Regions from separate parts of the Mus musculus genome. Here region 1 is linked to region 2. Evidence: chromatin contacts called from public Hi-C data. All regions are on one chromosome and are shown on one strand. Each heading gives the region's core, a stretch centred on a gene start, on an enhancer-like site or on the middle of the called end of the contact. The rest is flanking DNA. Distances are from core to core; before and after follow the strand shown.

Region 1 (3,407 bases), core at 293-2,792, 120 kb before region 2:
TTTCATGTTGCTGCCTTATTAAATCTTACCTTCTACATTTTATGTATGGTCTCAGTGTCTTCTTGGGTACGCGGCTGTCCCGGGACTTGAGTGTCTGAGTAAGGGTCTCACTTCGGGGGTCTTTTATTTGGTGCATTGGCCGGGAATTCGAAAATCTTTCAAGGCAAGTACCCTATCGACAGAGCTGTGGAACAGCCTCTCTCAATTCCTTTCACTTGGAGGGTGTTGTGAACTCCCTAAGTGTGGCCGAAGTCAGTGATCTTCTCAGCAGCTTCCACAACTTTAAAGCAGAAGGAGGGAGGAGGCTTGGATGGCAGATGCAATTTCCTGCTGGAAAGAATCAAGTCAGAACCGAAGAGAGTCGGCTGAGCAAACCTTCAGAATACACACGAGACCTCTGGGGACAGCATGAGCGCCACCAGAGCACTGGATGCTGGGGCTGAGATGCTCTTGGTCCATAAGATCTCCCTCAAACAAAGAAAACCAAGCGTGACATTAATGTGTCCTCCATTCAGCCACCCACGCCTCTCCAAAGCAAACAGTGGAACAAATATCCAACGTCACTGAGACACAGCAGACTCAGCCACAGTTGCAGGCATCACTCAAGCTTCCATCTAATGGACATTTAGTCGAACTGGGTATCAAGTCTAAAAATATTCAACACATATAAAGGCAAAGGCAGGTTGCAATAAATGACATTTGGGTGATTGGCTTTTACTGTAATGAGTACAAAGTGAACTAATTTAATCAGACAGATGGATTCCTAAGTGCTAAATTTTGATCTGTATGAATGGGTTGAACACAGATCCTACAAGCAACTCTGAAGAAAATATAAAGCAGCATTCCAGTGTGACTCTGGGTCAAAGTTGACACCAAGGAGTTCTTCTGAGAATACTATGCTTTTTATGGTTTTACTGCTAGGGAATGGCAAAGCAGGGTAAAGAGAACTGGGGGTTGCAGGGGAGATACTTGGCTAGTCAGCAAAATGTTGCTTACATCCTCAGTGTTAATCTCTTAACAGCTCTGACCTCCATCTGTGAATCAAATAGACCCGTTTAACTTTCCAAGAAACGAGGAAGAACTTCTTTCCACATCTGGAAGCAAAGTTGCCAACTGAATTCCTACGCATCCCACAAAAGAGTAAAGGCCATCTAACCAAGGAAGCTTGCCGCAAGCTGTTGTTTGCTACTTAAAATGTAAGAACAAGAGAACAACTGGTCATTCTATAAACATTATTCCAAATTTCACTCTGTCTCAAGAGCAAGATGCTGATAGATTCACGTTGAAAAGGAGTGAAAAGCAGCAAGCAGGAGAGAAGAGCATATTCCACAGTACAGTTCAAGTTAGGACCAGGGTTTGTGTTATAGCCAGGTCTCCCGCAGCCCAGGCTACCTGAAAGGGAACCATACAGAAGGAGGAGATAGAACCCCAAAGCCAACAAAACCGAGACAACAGGTTCCTCCTACTTACAGCACAAGTGACTCTACTCCGCATCAGCTCCCCTAAGGGAAGCCAGGCCAGAATGTCTTTCCTGTCCTTGAATGGCAGAGGCAAGGAGCATTGCTGTGAGACATTTTTAAAGACCCCCAGAAGTCCCTGGTAGCTGCCTTCCCCATCTTACCCCTTTGCTTTCAGCCCAGTAGGTTCAGACTCGTCCCAGAGGCCACAAGTTTTGTGGTCTGCGCTCCCTATATTTCTCCCGAGTCTTAGGAACTGAAATTGGTGTTGACATGGAGGTTAGGGGAGGATGGAAGAGAAGGGGATGCACTGAGGTTACTCTATAGAAAGAGTTAATGAGGATTTAATTCAGAATTAACCCCAGGGGACACAGAGAAACCTAGGCCTAGTAACTTGACCTGGAAAAACAAATCCCATCAAGGCACGGCTTAATTGAACTTCCCTGGGAGAGTCTGGGTGGGCTAAGGAACAGTTGGTAGAGAAACTAAGCCAACTGGGTAGGCAGATGGCTGAGGCCTGGCCTGCACGATTGGTAGACTCTCTTAGGGAATTACCAATATTGGTCTCATAATTTTCAAATTTCTCAAATTTTCACCACCGGAAGGAGCGGTTCTTGAGCTGACTCTGAAGGATTAGGCTGCGGCTCTCCGCTCTTCTCTGGGTTTTTCCTTGAACAAGCTAAAATTTATAAGGTCACAATTTATGACCCTCTGGATGATGTGAATCCTTTTGTTTGTTTGTTTGTTTGTTTGTTTGTTTGTTTGTTTGTTTGTTGAGACAGTGTCTTATGTAGCTCAGGCTAGACCAAAGGTGGCTTTTACTCCAGATTCTCCTGATCCTGCTTTTATCTCCAATGTGCTGGGATTACAGGCATTAGCACAGGATAGATGTGGACTACAAACATGTATATATGTGTGTGTGTGTGTGTGTGTGTGTGTGTGTGTGTGTGTGTATGTGTGTTTGTATCTGTGACTCTCTCTCTCTCTCTCTCTCTCTCTCTCTCTCTCTCTCTCTCTCTCTCTCTCTCTCTCTCTCTCTCTCAGATCTTTGAGACACTGAACAGGGATCTTGCCAGTTTAGCTAGTCTGACTGGCCAGGCCAGTAAATCCCAGGCATCCTCTTGTTTCTGATTCCCATGGTGCCATGGTAACAGATGTGCACCGGCACAGCCAGCCTCACAGGTGTTGGGAATCTGAACTGGGGTCTTCTTGCTTGGAAAATTGTCTGCTCAACATCCATACCCCCTTTCCAAGACTGTCCTAGGCTGTCCCCAAACTCCCCGTGTCCCCGAGAATGATCTCCTTGAACTCAGCCATGGCTCCCTGTCTTTTCTTTACATTTTTCTGGAAACATTGCATATAGCTATATTGTGTACACACACACACACACACTTTGCTGAAATTTGCTGATTTTCTCTTTGCTGAAAATTTAGTAGAACTTATCAATCTAGATTGATCAGAGTACATTATTTACAATATAGCCTATTACTCAATTTATTTTAAGGTTTTTCTTCCTTCTATCTACTTCTCACGGTTTCCACATTTGTTGGCTTGAGATTGTCTGCATATTTAAACTCTTTATTACCTATCATAGGATGTCTAGCAGTCTGAGGCAGGACGCCAGGAGCAAGAGTCTTCTGTTTGTTTGACTTTTCATTTTGTGAAACAGGATTTCGTTCTGTGACCCGAGCTGTTGGAGAACTCACTTGTAAAGCTCTGGCCCGTGCTGAGATTACAGATGTGATCTCTCACACCAGACTATGAAATGTGTGTTTTCTTGTTTTGTATTTTGTTTACCTCGTCACTTGGTATTCTTGAGGAAAAGCAGCAAGATCGTCTTTAATAATTTATAATAGTGTTTATTTTATTTTTAATCTACCTCCCCCATAGCATCACATGTATCCCAGACTGGCTTCAAGTGCTCTGGAATTTTCCAGTCCTCTTGCCTTC
Region 2 (3,703 bases), core at 796-3,295:
GATAGAATATATTGATAACAGCTGGGATCAACAAGGGCTCCACCTAAAATTCATTAATCTTAGAAGCCAGGGTCAAGGGCTTCCCGTCCTTGCCACAGTTCCTATTTTAGTCTCTTGTATAGTCTACCTTCTCCTTAGGCCATTGTAAATACGTGTGTATGGGTGTAACTCTGCTATAGTATCTATTCTGGTTTCTCCTTTGGTCTGAAACTTCCTTCTTTTTAAGTGATGGTAAATTCCTGTGTAAGGGAGTGACTTAGCTTTTACAATCTTGCTGAATTCTAAACCCTTGATCTTGGTCAAGGATGCCCTTGGACTGTTGGAACACTGGCGGAAGGCTTTAGCCATGTCAGAGCACTTATAGGAAAATACTGAAAGAGAGCACACGTGGATCCAACTCTAGACTAGTGCGGTAATGGAACTCGGGAATGAAAAATTAATGTATGGGTAGAGAACACTAGACTCCAGGAGGAGAGCTTCCTTGAAACTCTTTTGCCTCATGAGTGACTTTTAAGCCTTTCGGCTTGTCCAGTTGACTCGACCAGAGAGCGTAGCAAGGTTTTCTCTGACTCTGTTGCCTGCCTCTGGGATCCTTTCCCAGAGGCTAGGTGGGCTGCCTCACCCAGCCTTAATAGGATAAGATGCCTCTGGTCTTACTGCAACGAGTCATGCCAGGGCAGGTTGATATCAATGGAAGGCCTCCCCTTTCTGAAGAGAAATAGAGGATGAGTGAATGGGGGGTAGGGGCTGGGAGGAGAAGAAACTGTGGTCAAGATGTAAAGTATATTAATCAATTAATTGATTAATTTAAAAAGATAAAATCTTATGTAGTCCAGGCTGGTTATGAAATTCTGATATTCATGCCTCTACTTCTCAAGAGCTAGGATGGTAAGTGCTACCACACCCAGCTCAGACAGACCATTTTGTAATTCCAGTAGACCAAAACAAAGACAAACTCAGTAATCAGGTATGAATACAAAAATCAATCAAGAAGAACATTTTGCCAACTACAAAAATCACTAAGTACTTTCCCCATCTCTTCTAACGTGAGGGCTTTTTTTCACTAATCATAGATTAATCCTCACTTGATTCTTTTTATGCAAGAAGCATTAAAAACTTGATAATTACTCTCATCTCCTGATAGCATCTACTTACTTGAGCAGTCCCTTCAGTCACCTGAGTGGATCACCTGACGCCCCAGCTGAGCATTCTTTCAAACAGTGGGGCTTTGCAGTTCCCTGTGGTTACAAACACAGGTGTTTTTTTGTTGTTTTGTTTTTTAACTACAAGCGCATACTCCGAGGCCTTCCTAAATGGCAGCTGTATCTCCCCAGGGAAAATAGATGATACATCCAGAATTGTCTAGCAAAGACTCCATAAACAAGGAGTCATGTACCATATAAGGAAGCTTTAGTCAAAAAAGGACACATAATTAATAGTCCCAGATGATTATATCGCCTAGGACGTTGTAGTGTCTTTACTTATATGGTATGAAGTTCGTCAACAAGTTAATTACCTACTCTACACATTTCTCAACATAGCCCCTTTATTGAGCTAGTTAAGACTATTTCGAAGCTTCCTGACAGACTGTAGCTTGCTGGGCTGTTTCTCCTCAGAGGACGGCTTCGTTCCTCGGTCTAACTATGGAAAACCAGGGAAGAATCTTCTGAAGTAAAAAGCTAGAAGGTTAAACTTCTCACGAAGTGAAACGCTTCTACTGAGGTGCATTCCTCGAATACTAGACCGATTCTAGGGGAAAGCGTGAACTCAGCTCCACGGGTTCATATTAGGGTTTCCACTAAGTTAAACCTGAAAAATGGCCCCAAATTCACTTTACAAGCAACACAGCACTTTTCGAACCTCTTAGGTAACCAGCAGCACAAGAACCCGAACATCCTGACATGTTTAAAACAGTCGTGCACGCCCTCGAAACTCCCGAAGCGCACAAGCGCCGGTCTTTTCTAGCCAAACTACAAGTCCCAGTATGCCCGGCGCCGGGGAGTCGCCGAATAACTCGCGCCACGAGAAGCACGTAAGGTTGGCTTTACTGTACGCCTGCGCTTTGGCGAGCTCTGCGCAGGCGCACTTCCAACGTTTGAGAGGAGGGCGGGGTGTCGCTCCCTTTCGCTGATGCAAGAGCCTAGTGCGGTGCTGTGAGAAGTATCGGTGGGAGCTACGCTGACTCCGGGCCGTGAAGCCGACCGGTTTGACTTTTCATCCCTGCCGAACCCGCTCGAACTACAGCCATGTCCGGGGACGAGGTGAGAGGCTGAGCTGGAGTTAGGGCTAAGGACTGAGGCAGGAAGCCGAACCCACACCTGTGTGAGAAGCCGGGCCTGCGGCCTAGCTGTAGCCGGCCGCCATGTGGAGCAGCCCGGCCTAGGCGTCCCGGAGCTGTGGAGCCGGCGAGGACTCTGGATCCTCAGACTTGGTCTCCCTCGGCTCTCCTCAGGGCGGCGGCGAGGCCTGTCTCCCACGGTGATCGGCGTTTCGGAATGGAGAGCGTGTTGAGCCGTCCTCTCGGAAAGGGGTTGAATGCCGAGTTAGTTTGCCCGGCCGCCCCGGCATTCCTTTCCTCACACACATAGCCGCCTCGGCTCTCACGGCTGAGGGGTCAGGGTGCCCTGCGAGGCCCCTCTCGGTTCCGGTGGAGCACCGAGGTTAAAACTTTGTAGGCTGCCTTTTCCGGGCGGATATCTCGCTCCCGTTTCCCGCTCGAGGCCTTATTTCTTAAGACAGGAACCCAAAGAGCCAGAGGAGAAGATATTTTAAGTCTCAGGAAGTGACCACCTTTCGAGAAAAGTTTTCGGGCCCGAGTCCCAAAGTTTCCTTTACAGGCGAGGTGAGCAGGAAGGTCCGGCTGTGAAACTGACTGGGTTTGGATCTCAGAATTTTTCAAGCCCCGTCCCCCGTTTTATTGTGTCTTTTTTTTTTCTTTTAAATCTTTTTGGGTTTTGCCTTTTCCAGATTTATCCTAGTTCACATACCATTAAATGACTTTAAAGAAAAAAGAGTGGTCTTGGCTTAGATATTGCTTAGCATTGGGCCTAGAAGCCTAATCCTAGCCCCAAGGAAGTACTTTACGAAGAATTTGTGACTTACTTGACTTACAGGCCTAGGGGAGGGGTAAGAGGAATAGTTGAAGGTTCTGTGCAGAGTTGGCTTTTGAATGGGCTCTAGAAATGATCAGAATTTTCTCAACCAATGAGAAAACTGATCACAAGGCGTTTATGGTCAAGAAGGGAGAAAGTGCATAGAAAGTGAAGTATTCACTAGTTTGGTTGAAGTAGATGCTGGTTAGTTTATGGAGGACTTAGGTAACTACATTAAGGAATTAGAGATTTGTTTCATGGGAACTAGTTCTAGTTTAAGTTGGTTTCCAGGGTTCAGTAAAATAAATTCCTGTAAGTCCATTTTAGAGATGAGCCAATTGGAGCTTAGAGTTGTACAGTGCCTCTAATAAAATTCCAAGTGCCTGAGCTAGTAATAGAATCCCAGCTCTGTGCAGTATGCCTTCATCTAAATGACTAGGAGGCTCTTGCAAACTCACTAAACTCTGGAAGAGATAGATGTTTCTTGCTTGAAAGACACGTTAGACATTGCTCTTTGCTACTGCATTATGTGTTAGAAAAGTTCAGAAAGTGTTTAGCCTTTATTTCTACTCACGTTCCAGACTTAAAAATAACTACCTATATACAGCTGT

What was found. A called contact is a pair of places that touch in the nucleus more often than the background predicts.
Region 1: a Hi-C map of uterus shows a contact between it and region 2, with 3 times the contacts expected there. The contact joins the promoter of a here to the promoter of Eif2s2 in region 2. A contact is called at or near these places in 3 of 39 promoter capture datasets (cranial neural crest, frontonasal cranial neural crest and second pharyngeal arch cranial neural crest), 1 of 484 Hi-C or Micro-C datasets (uterus) and 5 of 115 datasets of contacts at active chromatin or transcription factors (bone marrow-derived macrophages, effector CD8 T cells, embryonic stem cells and 1 more).

What each region holds. Positions count from the first base shown.
Region 1 is chr2:155,011,705-155,015,111 of GRCm38.p6, reverse strand. a (nonagouti) reads right to left here and starts at 1,542. Exons shown (of 4, transcript NM_015770.3): 1 at 1,471-1,542.
Region 2 is chr2:154,891,248-154,894,950 of GRCm38.p6, reverse strand. Eif2s2 (eukaryotic translation initiation factor 2, subunit 2 (beta)) reads left to right here and starts at 2,045. Exons shown (of 9, transcript NM_026030.2): 1 at 2,045-2,261. The coding sequence starts at 2,247.